Regions from separate parts of the Salvelinus alpinus genome. Here region 2 is linked to region 1. Evidence: chromatin contacts called from public Hi-C data. All regions are on one chromosome and are shown on one strand. Each heading gives the region's core, a stretch centred on a gene start, on an enhancer-like site or on the middle of the called end of the contact. The rest is flanking DNA. Distances are from core to core; before and after follow the strand shown. Region 1 holds the start of ids (iduronate 2-sulfatase). Region 2 holds the start of LOC139581503 (AF4/FMR2 family member 2-like).

The links. Hi-C and Micro-C count contacts between places; a contact is called where the count stands out from the background.
Region 2: a contact with region 1 is called in a Hi-C map of muscle, with 7 times the contacts expected there. The contact joins the promoter of LOC139581503 here to the promoter of ids in region 1. A contact is called at or near these places in 2 of 3 Hi-C or Micro-C datasets (muscle and red muscle).

The regions. Positions count from the first base shown.
Region 1 is chr7:66,492,441-66,499,061 of SLU_Salpinus.1, forward strand. It overlaps ids (iduronate 2-sulfatase), which reads left to right and starts at 3,246. Exons shown (of 9, transcript XM_071411326.1): 1 at 3,246-3,461; 2 at 3,781-3,917; 3 at 4,044-4,221; 4 at 4,726-4,814; 5 at 5,110-5,310; 6 at 5,682-5,852; 7 at 6,108-6,234; 8 at 6,572-6,621. The coding sequence starts at 3,386. LOC139581500 (CRACD-like protein) reads right to left here and starts at 418. Exons shown (of 12, transcript XM_071411323.1): 1 at 264-418.
Region 2 is chr7:66,970,526-66,976,804 of SLU_Salpinus.1, forward strand. LOC139581503 (AF4/FMR2 family member 2-like) reads right to left here and starts at 2,278. Exons shown (of 21, transcript XM_071411328.1): 1 at 2,050-2,278. The coding sequence starts at 2,102.

The DNA.
Region 1 (6,621 bases), core at 1,996-4,495:
AAAAGATTGTTTAAAATCAATTTAAGAGGATAATGAGTCGCAAACTAAAGATAACATCGAATTATGTCCCAGGAGATTATTCAAATGAGGTATAATTCAATAACAACGCTTCGGTAAAGTTGAAGAACCATCAACTAAATTCAACAGGCTTTTTGCGAATCTAACACAAAGCAAAATAGAAAACTGGAGCGAACCATATGGAAGCTTCGCCTATCAATCAAACAATTGTCTCTAAGTTCGTCTTGAAAGAAAATGGTACTTACAAACTGAGTTATATATTTCAGAGTACGCAGTCATCCATCAAAGTCAAGAAGACATCGGTGATTTGTGATGATTAGATCTGGCCCATTGAGGTCTCGTGTCTTCAACTAGCCTGCAGAAGCACTGGAGTACCGCCCATGCCGTCTGCGAGAAAGTCGACAAATTGTATGCAGCAGATGACTTACTGGGAATTTTCTTTAGATAAATATCAACTGTAAAATTAACCAAACAATTTACCCCAAACAATAATTTAACATTTTAGGCCTACAGTATCAGTCAAAGATGCTACATTTTCAAGTGTACTGTCCCCTAGCGTCCCTAGCTATTGCTTTTTCTATGACTTGTGTCTCAATAACATCTGTATAAAAAAAAAAAAATCTTTACGGATTTTCTGGTCAAATAATTGTATGTCCATAGATAATCAGTGTTTACTTCGGACTGAAATAGTTGCGGGTACTCAATTTGGGTGCTGGTACTGTTTCTATAGGTGCAGGAGCTCGACAATACTTTTGAGCTAATATTCAAAAATGGTACAGCTACTCAGCTCCAGTGAGCTCCTGCCCAAATCAAACACAAACACTGTGTATAATCTGTGCTGGGGAACTAGGAGAATTGATGGGAAAATATATGGCCAGCAATGCTCTCTAGTGGTAGTTTTTTGTATAGACCTTAAAGGATTCTGGCTGAAAATTTGACAAATCTATGCATTATACAAGTTGACCACACACCATTTCCATTATGATTTTATTCGGAAACTAGATAGAATACCTGTATTCTACATTTAGATGTTAGCAATTTGGCATAGTATTTTATCCAAAGAGACTAACATGCAGTTAAACTAAGTCCAACTAAACAACCACACATCAGTCATTACAGTCAAAAACTCAGCAGTGCTAGAAAGAGATGGAGATATTTTCACCATAGGCAGACTCAAAGACAGGTGGTAAAGGGCTACAGTAGGGAGAAAAGTACTAGGAAGTGGTAGGAAGTAGGATTTGGCAACATCATTGGAATAGTCACCCCCAGACTGTTCAATAACCCTGGCTTTTGAACAATTGAGATCTGGCAACAACTCATTGGAATAGTCACCCCCAGTGGTGCCCATGTCCATTATCTCATAGGTGCAAACATTTTTGTCCCTGGCATTGTAGGCTGAAATCCCACCTGAAAAGACACAGACAATAGATTTTTGCCATGATATGCATGCCTTTGCATACATAACAAACATGCAACTCGTCACTTCTATCCAGTGGTGTAAAGTACTTAAGTAGTTTTTTGGGGGTATCTGTACATTATTATTTATATTTTTCCAACTTTTACTTCACTACATTCCCAAAGAAAATACAATTTTCCCTGACACCCAAAAGTACCTTTTACATGTTGTCAGGAAAATTGTCTAAATTCACACACGTATCAAGATAACATCCCTGGGATCCCTACTGCCTCTGATCTGGCGGACTCACTAAACACAAATGCTTCGTTTGTAAATTATGTCTGAGTGATGGAGTGTGCCCCTGGCTATCCGTCAATTAAAAATACAATTGTGCCGTGTGGCTTGCTAAATATAAGACATTTGAAATGGGTTATACTTTTACTTTTGATACTTAAATACATTTGAGCAATTCCATTTAGTTTTGATACTTAAGTAGGCCTATATTTAAAACCAAATACTTTTAGACTTTTACTTGAGTCACTTTCTATTAAGGTATCTTTACTTTTACTCAAGTATGACAACTGAGTACTTTTTCCAGCACTGCTTCTATCAAACTATAGAGTAGAGTTGTGGGTGAGACAATGGGGTCCTTTCAGCTGGTGCTCCTTGGGCCATGCTGGGAATTTCGCCTGGATCCTACGGAAAGAAAATATTTATAAATCAATCAAACCACTTTTTAATGCTTTCCTAAAATACAATTCAAGCCACTGATTATAGCATCACTGCTATTCAAAATCATGAAATGTTATTTTTATAGCTCCATGGAGCAATTATCAAATGCAATGTAATATGAATGAATAGCCTATCGAAAAGAAGAATAGGAAGATGCTATTAAAACCTGTCAGATTTAAACAGAAATCCCCTTGGTAAATTCTGCTTCCTCATTCTCACACAATCAACAACATATGCACACAAATCAACCTACATCAGCCCAAAGCCGTTCCCATTGTCTTCCCAGCCATGGTCCAAATTAATTATGTGGTAAATGGAGGTGAAAACGCCCTTCGCGCAAAAATTGACACAATAACCATCATATCGACGTTAAATTTGGAGTCTCGTGATGATATGGTGTGTGGTCCTCCCACTACAACCCGGGAAACCATGCAGTTTATTAGGCTACAGATAAAATCAATTATGATGAACTTCACAGGGTGGTGAAAGTGCACGATGATGCGCTTGATGCTACTTTCCAATAGCCTATCAATGGTCTTATTCTGGTGACATGATCATCGATGCGTGACTGCCGTTTGACAAATACAAAAATTATCCGCTTTATCAATAATAATCTCTTAATGTAGAAGAGCCTACATGAAGAACCTAGAAGAGCACTGCATCTGCGAGCTGTTGACACATTTGCTATGTGTTTTTGTGACAAAACTATCGGTAGAGTTGAAAATGCGATGGAAACACATTGAACTTTAGATTTTTATTCGGTACATGAAAATTTAAGCGATAAAGTACATTGCGTGCATTACGTCATCATTCACTGATTTGTAACTGCAACAAGTCCATTTTGTGGAAACATTTGCAACATTTGTTATGCGGATTCTAGAATATTGGCATGCAAATCTGTCGCCAATTGGATGGAAAGGTAGCTACTCACTGATTTCATTTGTATAGAATAAGTTTGTGCATATTGAAAATTATAGGATTACCTGTCAACTACATAAATAAAGGCGGGGCGTCTAGGTTTCAGAGCATGACGTGGACTTTCCAACGACCAATGGAAATAGAGAGAGGGAAGGTCCTTTCAGCCAGGAAGGTATTTCAGTACACACGACGCGATCAATGTTTTGACACAGTCATTAGTAGTCCCGTGTGTGTATATGTCCATGCAATACCCTTATAGACCATGCACGAGCTTCATTAGCTTAACATTTTCTTAGCTTTGAGAAGCTGCGTTGCCTCACGATGTCTCTGTCTGTCCAGAAATGGGTTTGCGTCCTGATTCTGTGTATGTTCTCTCATGACGTTGTTGCAAAAACAGGTAACTCACTTTTCAAAAACATTTATAGTAAATCGCTTCTTGTTGATGTTGAGTTTTGAAAGGCGTCTGTGAGAACGTATTATTGATCAGTAACATTGTTACAACTTTAGTCATGTTGGCCAATGTATGGTGTTCGTTCAAAGCTTGCTACGTTGTAGCTGATTTTTAATGCGGGGAAATGATGGCTGCCAAATTCTGATCTTTTGCGAAATACATGATCTGATTGGTCAAAAGACCAATTTTAGTAGCGAGGGAATCAGAATTGGGCTGCCTGTGTGAACGCAGCCATTGTAACCTTGACTAATTTGTCTTTCTTTAGTTAGGCGCAACGTTCTCTTCATCATTGCTGACGATTTGAGACCAACATTAGGATGCTACGGGGATCCTATTGTAAAGTCCCCAAACATTGATCAACTTGCCTCTAAAAGTAACGTCTTTCTCAACGCATATGCCCAGGTAGTCCTACAACAAAGTGATTTAACGCTGTAGCGCAAGCCTACTTTAGTTGGTAATTCATTTTCTACCAGTGATTGTAACTATATAAATTAATGTCCCATTTTGTCTCTCTCATTCAATTTGTAGCAAGCAGTGTGTGGACCAAGTCGAACCTCCTTGCTAACAAGTCGTAGACCTGACACAACCCGGTTATATGACTTTAACTCCTACTGGAGAGTGCATGCGGGGAACTACACCACTCTCCCTCAGTACTTCAAGTCAAAGGGCTACACCACCATGTCGGTTGGAAAGGTTTTTCACCCAGGTAAAAGGATCCTAGACATTTTGTTTTTCAGGTTGACATTTTATTGGGATGAATCTATTCCTGAAGGCTGAGTGGTTTCTGCTAGATGGGTCAGCCGCAAAGTCAAAATTGGTTATAATAGTAAAAAATGCATAAACAAATGTTTGTTTTGGCCCTAATTGAAAGTTGGGTGTAAGGTTAGCAGTGTGTTTAGGTTTCAAATCTGACTTTGTGTCTAGTGACCAACCAGCAGAGCTGCCGCCAGGACAAGATTCATCCCAATAAATGCCAACCTGCCATTTGTCTTAGACCTACTTAAAATGTTAGTGGTTGGTGATTTCTTATAAGTCTACATTGAAAAATTTGTAACAATTATCTTGTGTGCTCCTCAGTGTTCAATGTTGTAAAACCCCTTATTGCACAAAATAACCAAGATCTCTTGTCATGTGACGTGAATCTATCAAATTGCCAGAGGCTGTTTCCCATGTCGTCTTAATACTAATATCGCTGTGTTTTGTGCTGAAGGCATAGCCTCTAATCACTCGGATGATTACCCGTACAGCTGGTCTGTACCTCCTTATCATCCTCCCTCTTTCAAGTATGAAAATATGAAGGTCAGTGTTTGTCTTGACTGCTGCCATAACTCCCTCGTCTACAGATGCTTTAGCCATATATGGCTAAAATGATGTCGGTATACTGAATAGTCTATTTACTTTAGTGAATGGATTCCATTCTGTATACAGACATTCATTTTAAGATAAATGGCTACAGATGCTTATGCATGTCTGATTTGAGCCCTCTGTGTATTATGTCTAGTTTAATTGCCTAATATAAGATGTTTCTCATGCATTTTAACAAATTCCGACAGGTTTAATGTTTAGCATGAATGAAATGTACTGCTTTGTTTAGGTTTGCAAGGGCAGTGATGGCAAACTGCATGCCAACCTGCTGTGCTCAGTTAATGTGTCTGAAACCCCTCTTGGGACACTGCCAGACATGGAGAGCACAGAGGAGGCCATCAGGCTGCTCAAGTCCACAAGGGATTCTGGCAAGAACTTCTTTCTGGCTGTTGGATTCCACAAACCTCACATTCCCTTCAGAATCCCACAGGTACTGCAGCTGCCTGGCTTACTTCATCATAACACCAGGAGCAGTTAAACCAGAGTTTCCCGTACTCGGTCCTCAGGTTCCAAAGGGTGCACGTTTTGATTTTTGCTCTACACCGCTGACTCAAATATCAACTAATCAAGCTTTGATCATTTGGATCTGCTGTGTAGTGTTAAGGTAAAAAAACTAAACGTTCACTCCTTGGATTCCCGAGGACCGAGTTTGGAATACGCTGGGTTAAACCATGACTTAGATGAGCAATAAATACAAATCTCTCAATAAATGTAGATGGTATGATTTGTAACCTACTGATGAAACTGCCTTTGCTCTTGTAAACTGTAATTTCGTTCTTAAATTGCGTAACTCTGTATTAGGACTTCTTGACACTCTATCCCCTGGATAAGATGAGCCTGGCTCCAGACCCTGACGTTCCTAAAGGCCTCCCCAGCGTGGCCTACAATCCCTGGACTGACATCAGGAAAAGGGAAGATGTCCAAGCTCTAAACATCAGCTTCCCATACGGGCCAATCCCAAAGGATTTCCAGGTTGGTTAGGTGTACTTTCATTATTTGCAGGAACAAAGTATCTTTTCTAATTAGTTTTTAATGTGGCTATAGATGGTTGAAGCACAACTGGTGGGGTTCTTTACTTCCAATCTGTTACATGAGGTGATATGATGCAGATAAATGTTGAACTATTTAAACATTTTTACAAAAATCTACAGGTAGAAGCAGCATATTATACTACAGCAGGTTGCATACTGTTATGTATTATTGATATACCATAAATGTTGGATTCAGCTCCAGATTCAACAGCACTATTATGCGTCTGTGTCATACATGGACTCCCAAGTGGGTCGGTTGTTGAATACTCTGGATTATCTTGGCCTGGCTGAAGACACTGTTGTGGTCTTTACATCTGACCATGGTAAGTCGACTCTTCCTTCTGTTTCAATACATTATGTACTGTAGAGATGGGAAATCTGCTGCATACATCAAACTGCTGTCTAGCCTATAATAGATTGTCAACAGGTAAATTGCTTGTGTAGTTTGTCCACTAGATGGGGCTGTGACAACACAAATTCTGCCTTTACGCTTCTGAGTTGACAGACTTCACCAGCCTCAAGCTTGGATCCCTTCAAACCTTATGTTGACTTGACTAGGAACTGTTTATGCATGTTGTATAGCGATAATTAAATGTTAGTCTTGTTTAAATACGTTGGTGTTTAGGTATGTATTTGTAATATTAGTCATTTCTCTTACAGGCTGGTCACTTGGGGAGCATGGAGAATGGGCCAAATACAGCAACTTTGAC
Region 2 (6,279 bases), core at 1,028-3,527, 480 kb after region 1:
CACAAAAAGATCCCAACATGTCAAACAAACAAATGATCTGTCAGCATTTACAAAATTGTACCGAAACGTCCTGTTCCATCACAGCTGTCGTGACTTTTTTTTCAATATGGTATGACTTTATTCGCATAAAAACGGGATAGAAACATGGTTATTGTCGTTCATTACCACGTTTTATGCGCTAAACTATGTAGAATATTGGCCTGTTGGAAACTAAAACTCCCTACTACATCACAGTTCAGGCTGGGTCTGATTTTTCTCTAGCGAAACTGTGCATTGTGCGCATTGAGCTCACAGAAAAAACGTCTTTCAAATAGTTGTTTTAAAAAAGTCAAATAACTGAAATGTCAGTTAATCGCTCAGCACTAATACCAAGGTAACTCCTATTAAATGATGTAACTCTTGCTGGTAGATCTACAGTGTGATCTAGTTATTTAACAGATCGTGCTACTGTGGTCAGATTAAACTAATGCACACCCAACAATTACATTTTAAAATTAAAATCCCACCAACCATTATAAACCAACTACCGCAGCATGAAATTATGCTCAATCACTCATAATTTCGTGAAACAACCAGGGACATTACATTACAAAAAAAATGGTATTTTGATGGAAAGCTGTAATGAGCTGTTTGTTTATAGCTACACATTCCAGTCTAGCACTCTCAGAGGTAGAAGGGACGTGATGAAGAGGCATGATTTGAATTGAAAGAGTTTAAAAGAAAACAACTAAAGCAAAGAGGTGTCTCAAAAATCAATGAAGCAGCAATGGAAACAACCACGATTAGTAAACCCTGTAGTCGCGTGGTAATTGAACAGTCAAAATGCACAGTATGTTGTTGTATCGGCCACAGTAGGCTAGGCATAGTATATTCATCTAAGATTATACAAAAATAAAACAATTAATGCAGCACTTAATTATTATGTGGTTGAAATCCTTCTATTGAGCCACACATCAAATACTATTGTGTGAGGGAGTGGGGAGAGGAAAACTAAGAGGAGGGATGAATGGACTAGAATGAAAACAAAAATGAGTGATAGGCTACCAATCATGGGGAGAATGGGAGGATCAAATCCTGCAGGCTGGTCCCTACTGTCATGGCTTGTGTTATCACATTTATTTGCCCTCTACTATCTCTCTGTGATGGTGCTACTTCCGACCGGGAATAGAACATCCCAATCTTTAGGGAATCAATAGCTTCCAAATTAAAGTTACTAGCTCTAGTAATGTTTGCATACATTAATTTGGATGCCACAGATTCTCTTAAAATTGGGAAGAAATTGAAATTATTAGAAATTCTATCATCATATGGTTAAAAATGTAATTATTGTAATAGGTAGCCTACCGAATATATTGCACATCGCTGACCAGATGTGGAGCAGCGGAAACTTAGACTATGTCATAATAAACCACCGTGATAGGCCATTATAATGTATAGCGATATGTCCTATTGAATCGATACAATCCATTACAAATCAAACCTGACAATAAGCCTACACAAATAGTCTAAATTGTGTTTTAGAGCAGAGCATTTGACAAATAATAGCTGGGGTATTTAAAACAATAAGACAGACAAGGACAATTGATTCAGTTGTCATGCAATTCACCACAGTAGCTACATTGACGAACTCAATAAAACCCCTATGAAACGCGTGTTTAGGGTGTAAACTATACAATTACGCATCCCGATTTCAAGCTGATATTTACAGAGAGCAAAACCAGCAACTGTGAACTTCCCCCATTCATGAGGTGGCACTATAGGTCCCTGTGAGTGTGTGCGCACCGAATACGTCCTAGCGCTACATAGTCCTACAATGCACAATCTGACAATAGAGGCAAAGCGCAGATACGCAGAGCTCTAAAATAATTCCTCACACTCATCTCTCACTTTAATGTGTTCCGAGAAGGAATGCGAGCATTCCAGGAGTCCAACGCCAAAAGCCAGGGCGCATCGATGTGGCAGCGCAGCTAGGTTAGTCTTCAGAAAAAAGCCTCTGACAAAGACGTTATTAGCTACATCATGTAAATAAAAAGAAACACTTGTACGTACCACTGTTGCTCCAGTTCCCAGTCCCTAAAGAAGTCAAACTCGAATAGGTCCATGGTTGGTCCCCGTTGTCTGATTCAGGAAGGAACCGGTGCCTGCTCAACGTAGCCTATGCGTCAGTCTACATATATCAATTCTGTGGATCTGCTAAATGTAACTAGCTATGCTGTACGGTGTTCTCTCTGGCGAACTGACACACACTGCAATGACAACACCACTGCCTCCTGCCTGCCTCCGGTCTCCAACGCTCACAGTGAACAAAAGGCGGAGCTTGAGACAGGCAGAAGCGGCGACTCCGAGCCCGGGTAGTCCAAATTGAGGTTAGCAAAAATTATATTTGCCCCACCCATTTTAAGTGTAAACGTCAGCTGTCAAAAACAACTATAGATGAAGAAGAAAAAAAAGAGTCAATGGTTAATAGGCCTGTGAGGAAATCATAACAAACAATATTTTATTATAAGTTATAACGTTATAACCTTTAGAAATGATGATGCATATGCATGTTTAAGCAGTGTGGGATAATTGTGCATTACCATGCATTAGCATTATTCACAACAGTTGTTTCCAGATGCAAAGGTCATATTACTATTGACTGATCATAGACTAGGGCAAGTTCAAATCAAATCAAATGTTATTAGTCACGTGCGCCGAATACAACAGGTGTAGTAGACCTTACAGTGCAATTCTTACTGACGAGCCCCTAACCAACAGTGCAGTTTCAAAAAACCAAAAAATACGGATAAGAATAAGAGATAAAAGTAACAAGTAATTAAAGAGCAGCGGTAAAAAATAGCAATATATACAGGGGGGTGTCGGTTCAGAGTCAATGTGCGGAGGCACCGGTTAGTTTAGGTAGTATGTACATGTTGGTAGAGTTATTGAAGTGACTATGCATAGATGACAACAGAGAGTGGCAGTGGTGTGGAGAGGGGGGGGGGGGGCAATGCAAATAGTCTGGGTAGCTATTTGACTAGATGTTCAGGAGTTTTAGTTTATTTTATTTTTACAGGGACAGTGCACATTAATCAACGTTTCAGTAAAAGTGCCGGTTTTAGCCAGCCGGCTAGTTTTCAACCGCAGTCCCTGGGCAGGTTATTTCTTATGACTTGGGGGTAGAAGCTGTTTAGAAGCCTCTTGGACCTAGACTTGGTGCTCCGGTACCGCTTGCCGTGCGGTAGCAGAGAGAACAGTCTATGACTAGGGTGGCTGGAGTCTTTGACAATTTTTAGGGCCTTCTTCTGACACCGCCTGGTATAGAGGTCCTGGATGGCAGGAAGCTTGTCTCCAGTGATGTACTGGGCCGTTCACACTACCCTCTGTAGTGCCTGAAGGTCGGAAGCCGAGCAGTTGCCATACCAAGCAGTGATGCAACCAGTAAGGATGCTCTCGATGGTGCAGCTGTAGAACCTTTTGAGGATCTGAGGACCCATGCCATATTCCCCCTGAGGGGGAATAGGTTTTGTCATGCCCTCTTCACGACTGTCTTGGTGTGCTTGGACCAGGAGTTGTGTTTAGAGTATATATGACCCATATTGACTGATCATAGACTAGGGCAAGTTCATGAGTTGTGTTTAGAGTATCTATGACCCATATTGACTGAATAAATGGGTGTTGTTGACAGCACCGTGACCTATTGGGCTCTACATTCTCACAGCAGACAGAGGTGTTAGAAATGATAGAGGTTCACAGTAATGGGGATATATGTTTGAGACAGATGATATCATTTCATATTTTTATTGAGCCAATCAATCTCCTGTGTAATCATAACAATGAAAAGAGGGCTGCTATAAATTATTTGGCGGCGCTATAGCTGCATAGGCCATGTGGGGAACAGACAGGCGGCGCGGCAGCACGGCAGTGGAGGAAACAGCTCTGTAGATTAATGTATACTGTAGTGAGGGAGCTGTGATGGAAACATTAGAAACATCAGCAGTATGTCTAGAAGGACTGTCTGCTTCCATCAACAGCACACTGCATGGGTCCTGTAATATGGAGCAGGAGTGTAGGCCACAGTAAAAGAGACATGTTAGCCTACATGACTGTATCATGATTTGCCTGGCTACCATGTGGTGCCAAAGGTAATAAAAAGCCTTATCATGATACATCTCTCCACCTCACATGTAAAGGCTGGGAGTCTATTTGGATTTATGGCATATGCCCCGAGTTTATATGAATTTTCCAGAATAGTAAAGGGACCTAGGTTTCGGTCAGACACACTCTGGGACCCAAATGGCTTTCTGGATGGCGTGCGATTAGAACAACTTGGTCTTCTGTTAGCCAGCTAGTATCAGGAGGAACCATCTGGAACCCATATGGCACAAATGGAAACACGTAGTGTCTGCTTTATTACCTGTTCTGTATGGCCAGTGGTAAAGCAGAGGACAGGAGGAGGGGTGGATAATTCATTGTGTTGGTCGTTATGCCAGGGTGCTCAGGTACACAGCACACCTTGCCTCACATGGGGAATGTTGCCTTTCAGAGCAGCAGACATCTCCTTTATCATGACTAAAGGCTTATTCAACTACACAGCCAATTCACCACAGTACTGGGTTCTACCCAGAAAAAAAGACAAACAGCCTTAGGGAAATGCTAAATAATACAATATCAACTAAACATCATATAAAGCATGATACAATCAAATCAAATCAAATTGTATTAGCCACATGCGCCGAATACAACAGGTGTAGACCTTACATTGAAATGCTTACTTACGAGCCCTAAACCAACAATGCAGTTAAAAAAAATACGGGTAACAATAAGAAACAAGAAATAAAAGTAACAAGTAATTAAAGAGCAGCAGTAAAATAACAATTACGAGACTATATACAGGGGCTACCGGTACAGAGTCAATGTGCGGTGGCACCGGTTAGTTGAGGTAATATGTACATGTAGGTAGAGTTATTAAAGTGACTATGTATAGATGATAACAACAGAGAGTAGTAGTGGTGTAAAATAGAGGGGGGGGGGGGGGGGGGGCAATGCAAATAGTCTGGATAGCCATTTGATTAGATGTTCAGGAATTTTAGTAAGCTGTTACTAATCTGTATTTGTGGTTTGTCATTCAGTTTGGGGTGTAGTTGGTAATGTGTGATGACTATAGAGAAAGCTGTGGTGGGAAAGGGCCTTTCAGTCTCTCTCGCTGGTTGGGTGTTTGGTTTGGGTAGTCTGGGGTAGATTCCAGCACTGCTCTGCGTAATGCGCTGGGTGCCTCCCAGTATCTCCCAGTACCTCCAAGTGCCTCCCAGTACCTCCCAGTACCTCCCAGTGCCCCCCAGAAACCTCCCAATGCCTCCCAGAAGCCTCCCAGTAGCCTCCCAGTGTCCTCCCAGTGCGTCCCAAAAGTGTCCCAGAAGCGTCCCAGTGCCTCCCAGTACCTCCCGGTGCCTCCCACAAGCCTCCCAGTACCTCTCAGAACCTCCCAGAACCTCCTAGCCCCCCTGCATTTAGATTGTTGACCCATAAACTGGCTGCAGGGAAACACAGAGTTACACTGGCAGCTGGGATAGAGGGAGAGCACCATTCCCAAATCCTAATCTGAAGAATCAGCCTGTACTGCCTTATCACTGAAGACCTTACAGTACCCAGTACAGTGTGTATGTAGGTTTAACAGTGCATACACATGTACACATGATGTAGAATATCTTTATATACACTTGTCAAAATTATGTTTTAAAATAGATGGCTTCATCATCCTTCCATACATGGGTGAAAAAAAAAACATTTCGATTTTTCATCAACAATTTTCCCAATCACTTTGTCCACCCATGGACATAATTCACTGCGAGAGACACACATCATAGCAGCCGTTTGTTGAAATTGCCTGTGGTTAAATCACTTGTCAGAAGCTGTGAGAAGTGATTGGAAAATACCTCATCAGAGCGAGAGGAGGCCCTGCAATTGTCTCCGTGTCCCTTTTCATCTCCCTAAAATGAATAAGAGTCATTATCGGCTAAGCTGATATGGTCTGAGGGGGATCATCTCCTAATTATACCACTGTAATTTCAGAGTTAATTATCTCGCTCACGTCTCTCTTCGTGTCAGCTTGTTCCTACCGCAATCTCAACTCTTCTCAACCCTGGCTCACAGGGTGAAGTGGAGGCTCAGGATCCTACCTGACTGACTGGGGTGGGAGGTGGAGGCTCAGGATCCTACCTGACTGACTGGGGTGGGAGGTGGAGGCTCAGGATCCTACCTGACTGACTGGGGGGAGGTGGAGACTACATCAAGGTGAGT